Regions from separate parts of the Mus musculus genome. Here region 2 is linked to region 1. The links are chromatin contacts, called in public promoter capture Hi-C maps. All regions are on one chromosome and are shown on one strand. Each heading gives the region's core, a stretch centred on a gene start, on an enhancer-like site or on the middle of the called end of the contact. The rest is flanking DNA. Distances are from core to core; before and after follow the strand shown. Region 1 overlaps Rabgap1l (RAB GTPase activating protein 1-like). Region 2 holds the start of Serpinc1 (serine (or cysteine) peptidase inhibitor, clade C (antithrombin), member 1).

The links. Promoter capture Hi-C pulls out the DNA fragments that hold promoters and counts their contacts.
Region 2: a promoter capture Hi-C map of liver shows a contact between it and region 1, with 2.1 times the contacts expected there. The contact joins the promoter of Serpinc1 here to the enhancer-like site in region 1. A contact is called at or near these places in 10 of 39 promoter capture datasets (the 3T3-L1 cell line, the C10 cell line, cranial neural crest and 6 more) and 2 of 9 other capture datasets (adipose tissue and liver).

The regions. Positions count from the first base shown.
Region 1 is chr1:160,765,353-160,771,040 of GRCm38.p6, reverse strand. All of the region lies in intron 1 of Rabgap1l (RAB GTPase activating protein 1-like), which reads left to right. Among named protein-coding and RNA genes, the nearest start is that of Gm37083, 24 kb to the left of the region's middle. Within about 2 kb of position 4,435, at least 7 of the 459 cell types and tissues checked have an H3K27ac peak or open chromatin away from gene starts, as enhancers often do. A contact at or near this core is called in liver, where this site is marked.
Region 2 is chr1:160,974,397-160,980,375 of GRCm38.p6, reverse strand. Serpinc1 (serine (or cysteine) peptidase inhibitor, clade C (antithrombin), member 1) reads right to left here and starts at 1,793. Exons shown (of 8, transcript NM_080844.5): 1 at 1,661-1,793. Rc3h1 (RING CCCH (C3H) domains 1) reads right to left here. Exons shown (of 20, transcript NM_001024952.2): 20 at 5,400-5,979.

The DNA of each region.
Region 1 (5,688 bases), core at 3,186-5,685:
CTCGGAGACATGCATAAAGGAAATAGCACAAGGAATAGGGGTCTCTCTTCTCAGGGTTGTAAAAAGAAAGTTAATGAGTGCTCTTAATAGTGGCCCTGCAGCCTGTAAAGAGTGACATGAGCAATTTCCCATCTCTTCCAGGAGCCCTAGAAAAGGAAATTGAGATTACAATATGCTTCTTGGTTAGAGGTACAGTTTCCTGACTATAAAGGTTATTCAGCACTGCCACTCATGGGAAGATGGCTGGTTTGAAGTTTTCATCAGTAGATGAGTGAAAAGGCAAGATTATAGTATAGGTAGTAAGCACTTTCGGAAGCTTTTGAAGCTGGGATGTAGTTCTGTTCTAGTCAAGTTCTGCTCTAACAACCTGTCTCAGCTTGTCTCACCTCATTTGAATAAATCTTTGGTAGCACTTTGGAGTTTTGAAGTTGTTTCAAAAGAATTAAAACAGCAAAACATGTTTTCTTTATAATTTTTTTTAAAGACAAGTCTCACTATGTAGTTCTGGCTGTTTTTATTTTTCTAACTGCCTTTCTCAATATGGCGATATATTTTCTTAAGAGCTTTTTTCCTCCCTTAAGAAAGAAACCAGGGGTCATGGTGGCATACACCTTTAACTTTAGCACTCAGGAGACAGAAGCAAGCAGATGTCTGTGAATTAAAGCCTTACCTGGGATATATAGGAAATTCCAGGTTAGTCAGGGCAACATAGTGAGACCTGGTCTCAAAAAGGAAACAGGACTGACAGAAGTTACCTATATCATTTAAAACCAAAATTAGCACGTGAACATCTCTTGTGGCATACTCTAAGGTCCTTTCTATGAGTATGTTTTAGAGCTGTGTGACTGACTGCAGATGCCCAGAGCCTCATGCTTGGGTCCTCAGATGCTCACCCTTTGACGTGGCCTGAGTAGATATGAATATGATAGCGTGCTTTGTCTAGACCAGTGTTACAGTATTGCTTTCTCCACATTTTGTTAAGTATTGTATATTTCGATTTATTTTTGTGGTGTCAGTGATCAAACCCAGGGTCTCACACATGCTGGACAAGCACTCTACTACTAAGCTATATTACCAACCTTTCCACATTCTGTTCTTAAACAGTGAGCCGCCACTCAGAACTTGGAGGCAGAGGCAGGCAGATTACTGTGAATTCAAGGCCAGGTAGAGACATACAGTGAGACCTGGTCTCAAACCAACCAACCAACCAACCAACCAACCAACCAACCAACCAACCAACCAACCCAGCCCTCACTCAAGAAAATGGGGACATTGTATTTCATTTTTGAAGGGAAGTATATCAAAGTGTTTGCTGACAACTTTTAAAAGCTACCCTCTAGTGTACTTAGTAGATACCGGTCAAGTTTCTGGAGAGACCAGAAGAATAGGCTGAATTGTTTATGTTTAAAATAGCAGTGTCTTAAAAACTGTTCTTGCATAGTCTCTGTTGCTAGAGAAACATCATAGAACTGCAGTACTGCATGTTCCACAGGATTTAGCAGGTCAAATAGCCGGACTAACACCGTGTTAGTTATTTTCCTCATTGCTGTGACAAAATGCCTGACCAGAGCACCTTAAAGAAGGCAGGGTCTATTTTGGCTGCCAGTTCCATGACATCAAGGCATGGTGGCAGAATTCAGAGGCAGATCGGTCACATTGTGCTTATAGTTAGGAAGCAGAGTGTCCATTTTCTTTCTCCCTTTCTATTCACTCTGGTGTTCCAACCTGTGGACTAGTACTCCTTGTGTTTAGGGTATGTCTTCCCACCTCAGTGAACCTAAAATTTGGGCAATCCCTCACAGATAGACCTGAGGTTTGTTTTCATAATCCTCTAAATCTCATCAAGTTGATGGTTAATATTAACCATCACACTCACTTTATTCCTTCAGTTTTTGGTAACCAAAGATAATTGTCTTTTAATTTTGGCATTCAAATAGCCACATTTGAAGATTGGGGGCCAGGAATTCAGATAAGAGATGACATGAAAAGCTTGTCTTCCTTGGTCTGAGTTACTTCATTCAACATGGTCATTTCTAATTCTATTCATTTTTCTGCAAATTACACGACTTCACTTTTTGTTATAGCAGAATAGTATTCCATGGTTTATATGTATCACATTTTCATTATCCATTGCTAATTGAAGGACTTTTAGGTTGCTATTTTGAATAGAGTAGTAATGAACATTGCTGAGCAAGTATCCGGAGTAGGATGTTGAGTCCTTTGGGCATATGTTGAGGAGTAGTATAGATGAGTCATATGGTAGATTTATTTTAAGCTTTTTGAGGATTCATTATATTTATTTCCAGAGTGGCTGGACTAATTTACTGTCCCATGACAGTCTGATCCCATGTTCTGGCCTCCATGGGCACCCAACACACTTGCACACACTAATACACACATACAAATAACCTTAATGAAAAGTACATTTATTAATGCATTAATTACCTACAATGTATTAAACATTTGGGGTATTAAAGCTCAAGTAAAATTAGTCATTTTATTGGCAGCCTATGAAATATTTTAAAATAGAAATGTGTACTTTCAACTATTGTTTTCATAATCCTCTAAATCTCATCAAGTTGATGGTTAATATTAACCATCACACTCACTCACTTTATTCCTTCAGTTTTTGGTAACCAAAGATAATTGTCTTTTAATTTTGGCATTCAAATAGCCACATTTGAAGATTGGTACCCACACTTGTTTGGGAGGAGATCATGTAGTAGCTGCTCATTAAATGTTGATTATCCACGTTTACCATTCTCTCCCATGTTCCTTTTGCTTCTTTTGTCCTTGGTGCTAGCCCTGTTCCTGATCTTACTATTTGGTACATCATGGCCAGCTTGCTTTCTGCTCTCCTGGCTTTTATTAGTATTGAACAGAATAATATTAGATGTCTAGAGCATAACTATAGAAGTTTGTGGAAAAACAGACAAGTCTGGAGTGGTCACTGCCCAGGCATAGTCAGATTTAGCTCACCAGAATAAACAGAAGTCTAGTAAGGTTCCTTCATGAGTAAAGGGAAAGAGTTGAGTATGGCGACTAACATCTCTGATGGAATTCTGGAGGTTGAGGCCAGAGAATAGTGAGTTTGAGGCAAGCCTGGAAAACAGATAACAAAGGAAAGATGGGCCAGTCTTACGCGCGTTCGCGACCGGCCAGGAAAGACGCAACAAGCCAGAATCTTCTGCAGCAAAGCTTTATTGCTTACTCAGGAGCAAGAGAGGAAGAGCGCGGAAGAGCGCGGCAGAGAGAGGCAGAGAGGAAGAGAGAGAGACGCAGAGAGACGCAGAGAGCAGAGAGAGAGAGAGGCAGAGAGCAGAGGAAAAGACGAAGAGAAAGAGACGAAGAAAGAAGAGACGAAGAGGGGGAGTGCCAGAACCCCGTCCCTTTTAAGGAGAATTATCCTCCGCCTAGGACATGTCACTCCCTGATTGGCTGCAGCCCATCGGCCCAGTTGTCATCACGAGAAAGGCAGAGCACATGGCGGGAAAACTGCCCCTGCACATGTGCAGATTATTTACTACTTAGAACACAGCTGTCAGCGCCATCTTGTAATGGCAAATGTGAATGCGGCTCCCCACAGGCCAGATTGTAAACATTAGGTTGTAGCACTGGTAGACATTCTAGTTTTTGAGAGTAACGAAACCAGATGACATTGATTTAATCTTTTTCATAGTATTCAGAATATTAAAGCAAGTAGTTTGATGATTTCATAGTCATGTGCTCAAGAATAGATTTATGAGGTTGGAGTGGTGACTCTTCCAGGGACTCATGTTTGATTTCTAGTACCCACAAAGTGGCTTACAACCATTGTTAATTCGAGTTCTTGGGAATCTGACATCCACTGTCTTCTAGCCTCCAAGAATATTGTATGCACGTGGTGCACACACATACATGTAGGTAAAATATCCATATTTGCAAAAAATAATAAAATAAAACATTGAAAAATAATATATTTATAATGAAATTTTGCAAATAAAGATTAAAATTATGTTACTGGCTTTATTTTAAAATGGCAATATTTATTCTTGGTTCTATTGATGTTGACGCAGTGTGAAATGGTAATTTCTGGGTTCTTTTAACAACTCAGTTATGCCATGTGATGTTTTTCTGGAAGCTGCTTTGTGAGAAGGTGTGACATGATGTTTAGAAAGAATATAATTGAAACTCCACAAACAATGAGAGGACTCTCTTGCATTGTTACACTGTGCAATGCTTCGTTGGTCTTCACTTCAGAGAAATATGCCAAAGAACTTCTTGTGGTATTCCTGTTGATTCTGACCACTTATACTGACTTTACCAGTTTCTGCTGGATTACCAGTTTCTGCTGGATCGTGTTACTACTGATTTGTGTTTGCTGTTTGCTACTGAGCTGGACTGCTGGGATCCTGACAACAAAGAGTGGAATTGCCCCAAGGAAGTACTTCTAAACAGGCCCAAAACACCTTTAACCTTTACCCCCATAACTTCAGTTGGTAGGTTAGAAGGGAGGTTGAAGTTCAGTTTAAGAACCCTAAATAGATTTTGAAAAAAATCTAACCTTACAAGTGTGTGTCATTAGGGATAGCCACTTGATTTTACACCATATCTCTGTAACCATACTGTCAGTTTGAGGTCGGAAAGACAAAGTAAGTCATTTTTTTTTCACTCCTTAAAGCTCTTAACTATGAACAGAAATAGGAAACTGCTATAATGTATCAGACACTGATTCATTAATAAAAGATTTCTCTATTAGCTTTGATTCAGTTTAGTATCTAGAATGTTCAGGATGGAGTGATCTTATCTGGTGAGGTTGGTCGTTCTCTGTCATAATATGGCAGAAGGTATCAGAGTAAGCACAGGAGTATGAGGGGGAAAGAGAACTCCAGTATCTCCCCCTTTCTTACTCACCCTCTCATAAGGCAGCTAGCCTGCTCCTAAGATGTAACTTATTTGAGAAGGCTGAATCCTCATGACCCAACTAAGGCCTCACCCCTTACTATCATTAAAATAGCAATTAAAATTTAGGGTAAGTTTTGGAGGGGGCAGTCAAGTCACAAAAGAAGCCAAATGTGGGGTAAAGGCGAATAGGAAAATGTGATGAGGATGCCAGAACTGTTTCTCTAGACAAGTGAGAATCCCCACACAGAACAGGAAACAGAGGACAGAGGTGTTCATTGCAAGGAGTCATGACATCCTTATTGTTGCAGTCATTTCAGCTGAAAATCTTGGACAGGGAACTGGGCAGACGTGTTAAAACCACTTATGCACATCTCTCCCAACCAACAGTTAGACTTGAGATAGACACTTGTCCAGTGGGCAGTCATTTCAGGAGGCGGATGACTGCAAGTGAAAGTGATTTGTTTGCTTCAAATCTGGATTCCATAGTTACTTAGGTATGTTAACCTAGAACAAAGTATTCTTTAGAATAGCTTCTTCCATTTGTACAATCATAATAAAACTGGTTAAGTGACTGCTGTAAATGTAAACTGAAACGTAACTAAAATTACCAGTATTATAGATTAGTAGAAATAATTTAGTAAATAGTAATAAAATAGTAATTAGTAAATATGAGTTTGGGGGACCTACTTTTAATAGTTGCACTGAAAGTTTAAATCTTTAAAAGTTAGAGGTGCTACATATCAGCACATAGTTGTGACACTTATTGTAATTCTAAATTATGCCATTAAAATGGGAAACATTTAT
Region 2 (5,979 bases), core at 544-3,043, 210 kb before region 1:
CAAACAAACAAACAAATAAATATTAATCAAGGCTGGGAGGTAGTCAAGAGCAACTTGGGGAAAAAGCTCATTGCATGTACATTAGCTCAGAAGTTGTAGGAGATAAGAGAAAACCACAGAAGAAAAGCAGAGTGCAAAGTCAGGGAGAGTGGCAGAATTCCCAGTGACACGGGGATGACATAGTTTGACCTCGAAGCAGCAGGAAGAAACGTGGCTAAAGCTAGGACGAAGGTGTGTGCTGTGATGACAGCAGCTGAGTTATAGACTACCTCGCCTTTCACACATCTTCCAAGCCTTGCTTTAGAAAACCCTTATAAGTTCATTTAAGGGACAAGGAGGGCATGAGGGTATGGGAATGACTGTATCATGGTAACCATCAGAACTAGTTAAGGAGCTGAAGCCCAGGCCAGAAATGGCTCAGCAGTAGAGATGTCAGCAGGACCACTGACAACTCTTCCAGAGTACCCAGGTTCAATTCCCAGCACCCACATAGCAGCTCCCCTCTCTAACTTCACTTCCAGAAGAGATGGTGCTTTTTCCTAGCATCACTGGGTACTGCATGCATGTGCTTCAGACATGACATGTGTATGCAAAAACAAACAAAACCCACAACAACAAAACAAAAACAAAACAACAAAAAACAAAAGCCACCGAGCACCACCGGCACACCTTTAATCCCAACACTTGGGAGGCAGAGGCAGGTGGATTTCTGAGTTTGAGGCCAGCCTGGTCTACAGAGTGAGTTCCTGGACAGCCAGGGCTACACAGAGAAACCCTGTCTCAAAACAAAAACAAAAACAAACAAAAAAGCCTAATACAGATTAAAGTATAATACCCCAAACTACAAGAGGCCCTTCTGCCATGGGGAAACAGGCATGCCATGCTTTGAGTCTAGGTGTACCCTAACTATCCAGGGAGTAAAAGGTTTAGTTTAGACATATGACACAGAGACAAAGAGGTACAAGAGAGCACCTTTAGGTCCTAACTGGGCTTGGGAGGTTAGGAGTATGTATGACAGACTAAAATCACTATAGGTTTTCCTTTCAACTATTCCCAAGGGCTTTGATGCCATGAAAAGGATGTCCAAACAGATCTACTGTTTGGTCAAGGGGACTAAGGAGTTCTGTCATCTGTCTTCAAGTCACCACACAGAACCAGCCTATTGCCCAACTCCTCTCCTACTTCAACCACTGGGCTGGTTCAGGCCCTAATTTCGTGTAAGCCGATTGCAATTGGGAACCTAGCCTCACTTTAAACAGATTCAGCATGCCAATGTCCAGCTTCACATCTGTATTGGTATTGGTATTTAACTGAGAAGTATAAAGCTGCTCAGCAGCTAGGTCCATTTTTCTTGCAGGGAATCCAGGATTGATTCCCAGCACCTACATGGTGGGCTACAACCATGCGGAACTCCAGTTCCAGGGGATTCAATACTGACTTCTACAGACACCAGGCACACATATGGTGCACATACATACAATAAATCTTCAAATAGAAAAAAAAAAAAAACAAGACCCAAAACAAACAACAACCTAAACTCCTTCAGGCCTCATTGAGACTCATTCGTTTTGTAGCTGCTCACGCTGCACAGGAACCCTGACTTCCATTTAAGGCACCTGCTTCTTCCGATGTGAACCCAGCTAAGAATCACCCTACTCACCTCTCCCCTTAAAGTCTTCAGGTAGATATGTCTTCTGATTATGTCTTATATCTCACCACTTCACTAAAATGTCTCAGATACAAATCAGATCTATTTCTAAAATTACCTATTATGGCGAGTCTTACGCAAGTGTGCTCTTTGGCCACACTGAACACGAGTATCATCTGTGATCATGTGCCTCCAAGCCCCACCCCAGACCCGCTGAAACAGACTGCACCTTACCAAGGGCCCCAGTGAACACCATGCACATGGGAGAGGCATGCATAATTTTTTCAATAATTGTGAATAAAGAGGCACAAATCTAGATTTTGTATTTCCTTGCATACTACCTTCTGCTTATATTTTCTTTACCATCAGGACAAGGCCATTTTATTTTTAGTTTTGAGACAGGTCTCATGTAACTCAGGGCCTTGAACTTGCCAGTGTAGCTCAAGCTGGCTGGCCTTGAACTTGATCTAACCTGGAACTAGAGAGTAGTGCCACCACACTTTGGCATGGTCTACAGCCCTTGCCATCTGATCCTACCTCCTCTTTTATCCTTGGATTCAAGGGAAGCTGGGTGGGGGCTGGTAGCATGGCCTGTTCCTGGAGCTTTGGTGGGGTAGTAAAAGCTACAAGCAACACCTCTTCAGCTGCCTGTCTATAGTAGTTGTAATGAAGATCCCCATTTCAACTCAGTCCCTTCCCTCAGAATTCATATACCCTATCTTCCCTTACTAGGACAGCTTAGGACTCTCTAACATCCTAGTCCCCTCTCCATACTTCAACTCGCTCATGTCTTACCTTCACTGTGGTTTCCTTGGGAGATCTTCACCAGCCAAACAAAGTTAAATACACACACACACACACACACACACACACACACACAGAGTTTTCTTTGGGGATGGTGCTAGAGATCAAACTTAGGGCCTTGTACAATGAAGTTGTCTTGTCCAGTCTCACAGCTTCTTGTTCTGAAGATGACAATTCGTTGATAATTAATGTTGTCATCATCTTATTGAGTCAAAGGCTCACTATGCACCCCTGACTAGCCTGGCACTGAACTCTTCACATCAGGCTGGCCTTGAGACTTGCCTGCCACTGTCTCCTAACCTCTGGGAATGAAGCTGTACTACCATAGCCATCAAGATTAAGGTATCTAAAAAGCCTGTGCAAAGTTCCACAATTAGAGCTCATTGATGGCAGAAAGTACTTTTGTCTTCTATTTTGTTAAGCATATGGACGTTTAGTAGTTGATAAATTCACTTTTTGTTTTGGGATATGGTGCAGCCCAGCCTGGCCTGGAATTTACTATGTAATATAAGTGGCTTCCAACTCTTGTTCACCAGGGTACTTCATTTATGGGCCGCCACCATCTCCTGCCTGACTACTTTTTTGGAGTGTGGGCGTGTATGTAGGTGAGACAGGACTGTCCTGAAACTTGCTATGTAGATCAGCCTTGACCTTGAGCTCAGAGGTCCATCTGCCTCTGCCGCTAAGAACTGGGATTAAGGTAGGACATCATGCCTAACCACTTTCTTCCCAATGTTTTATTTTTTGATTTACTTACATACTGACCAGTTTTCCCTTCCTCCCACCCAGTCACCCCACCCCACTTCTCTTCAGAAAAGGGGAGGCCTCCCACGGATATCAACCAGCTTTGGCAGATCATGTTGCTGTAAAACTAGGTGCATCTTCTATTGAGGCAGCTCAGTAAGGGGAAAAAAAAAGAGTCCCAAAGGTAGGCTGCAAGAGTCAGAGACAGCTGCTGCTCCTGCTGTTAGGAGTCCCACATGAAAAAGCAAGCTACACAACTGTTACAGATGTGGAGAGAGTCAGTTCCTTGCATGCCTCGTGGTTCAGTCTCTGTGAGGCCCTCTGAGCTTAGGTTAATAGATTCTATCAGATTTCTGTGCTGTCCTTGACCCCTCTGGCTCCTACAACTTTTCCTCCCACTCTTCCATCTATCCTTTCTTAAGGTTAGGTGCTCAAACAAAAAAAAAAAAAAAAAAAAAAAAAAAAGGAGGTAGGTATTTTTTCTCTTAATAGCCAAACAGGTTGGAAAGCATGATTTTTTTTGTTTGTTTGTTTTGTTTTGTTTTGTTTTCCGAGACAGGGTTTCTCTGTGAAGCCCTGGCAGTCCTGGCACTCACTTTGTAGACCAGGCTGGCCTCGAACTCAGAAATCCACCTGCCTCTGCCTCCCGAGTGCTGGGTTTAAAGGTGTTCGCCACCACGACTGGCTGGAAAGCATGATTTAACTAGCTGATCATTTCAGATTCGCTGATCACTGGGACAAAACATTGATGCACATATAACACATTCACTTTAGTCTGAGCATGTCAGCCTAACAGGTCAGATAGTTCCTGCTTATATCCTAAGCAGGACAAGCTTAGGTTAAGTGGCAGACAGGCTTGGTTTTGGAATTTCCTTTTTAGATGTCATCATTTTTCAAGGATGGCTACAAGCACTTAACTATCTAATACCTTCTGAGCTCCCTTACCATGGCTCCTTCTGTTGTGGCCAGTCATGGTACCAGTGGTCCCCGTATTTAGTAATTGGTAATGTTATAACCCTTTTCTGGAAATCCCTATCAATTTTCATTGGAAAGTATTTTAGAATAAATTCCAACTATGATTAATATATCTATCTCTTAAAAATATGGGGCTGGAAAGATGGCTCAGCAGTTAAGAGCTTATGCTGTTCTTCCAGAGGATCCTGGTTCTAGCCCTAGTTACTGTCTGTAACTCTAACTTCAGGAAACCTAATGTCTTTTTTTTTTTTTTTTTTGGCCTCTACAGGCACAGCATGTATATAGGATACAGACCTATATATATGAACTGTGAATTGAACATCCCCTCCGTCTTACCATTTAATATTCAACATGTAGTCAAACAATCTTTTTTTTTTTTTCTTGGTTTTTCGAGACAGGGTTTCTCTGTGTAGCCCTTGCTGTCCTGGAACTCACTCTGTAGTCCAGGCTGGCCTCGAACTCAGAAATCCGCCAGCCTGTGCCTCCCAAGTGCTGGGATTAAAGATGTGCGCCACCACTGCCTGGCCCCAAACATTCTTAATTACATAAAAGTATGTTACTGTTACAACATGCTACATTTGAGTTTACTTCATGTCTTGTAATGTGTAATAACTCACCTCCCCCTTTAAGACCTTAAGTGTGTCTATGTACCTGAGGACAGAAAGCAGTGGTTGGATCCGTGGATTTAGAGTTACAGGTAGTCCTGAGCTGCCTGATGGGAGTGCTAGGAACTAAACTCTGGGCCCCTGCAAAAGAAAACAACACTTTCAACTACTCAGCCATCACCTCCCTTCATGTTAACTAGAGCATGGTCTATAAGAGATAATATAAAGTTACTTTAGATTATATTTAATGACTTTATATTATATTTAAAAGACTTCAGAATAATTGGGAGCCAGTTGGTAAATAAAAAGACAAGTATTCTGTTTGAGGAAGGAAGATCATTTTGCTTGGGCAGAAAGATGCTCTTGGCTTGATAAGACGTCATAAAATAATGTTACAGCTCACTGACTATGGGTCTCGCAGCCTCTGAACCAGGCCTGCCTCTCAATTGCAGCATACTCAAGTCTACAGCAATTCTGGGTAGAGAAAACTGACGCCCAGTGTGCTTACTTGCATAAATTAGCTTTTAAAAGTTTTTTGTTTTTTGTTTTTTTTTTTTTATCAACAATCCCAAGACGAGAACGAGGTGGCAGACTCATTGACAAGAAAAAGACTACACACTGTTCCTCCTCATTAATTTATCATTTAATATAAATGCTGACAGAAAGCAGATAAAGACCTTTAGACACTTTCATATATTTACAATCCAAAAGGTGAACCACCTCCTTCTATTGTTAAAATGAATCCTTTTATCTGCAACTTACAAGAGCCTTAAACCCTAATTAGGAGCAACAAGAGGCTGAGTCAGTTTCCAAGGTAATAAAGGAAATAGCATTTTAACAAAATGTGCCATCTTTAATATAAACAACATGCACACAAAGAATACAAAATTAAGAGAGAAGGCCTTAATCTTCTCAAGAATATGCAACACATGGTCCATGTACTCGTTCAGATCCAGAGGTCGGCAGCCCTAAACACACTCCTAGTTCTTTTTTCCCCACCTCATTTGTTTTGAAAGCTGTTTAAAAACGGAAATATTAAACAGATTAAAGAAAGGGAATGTTCCATTTCAAGCAAGGTTCTTTTTTTTCCTATACAAAAACAACTTTCAGAAGATAATGCCTCTAAATGCAAATCTCACTGTTGGCCAGGCCAGATGGGAAGGAGATGGTCACAGGCTGGCCAAGTCCAGCCCATCCTTTGTC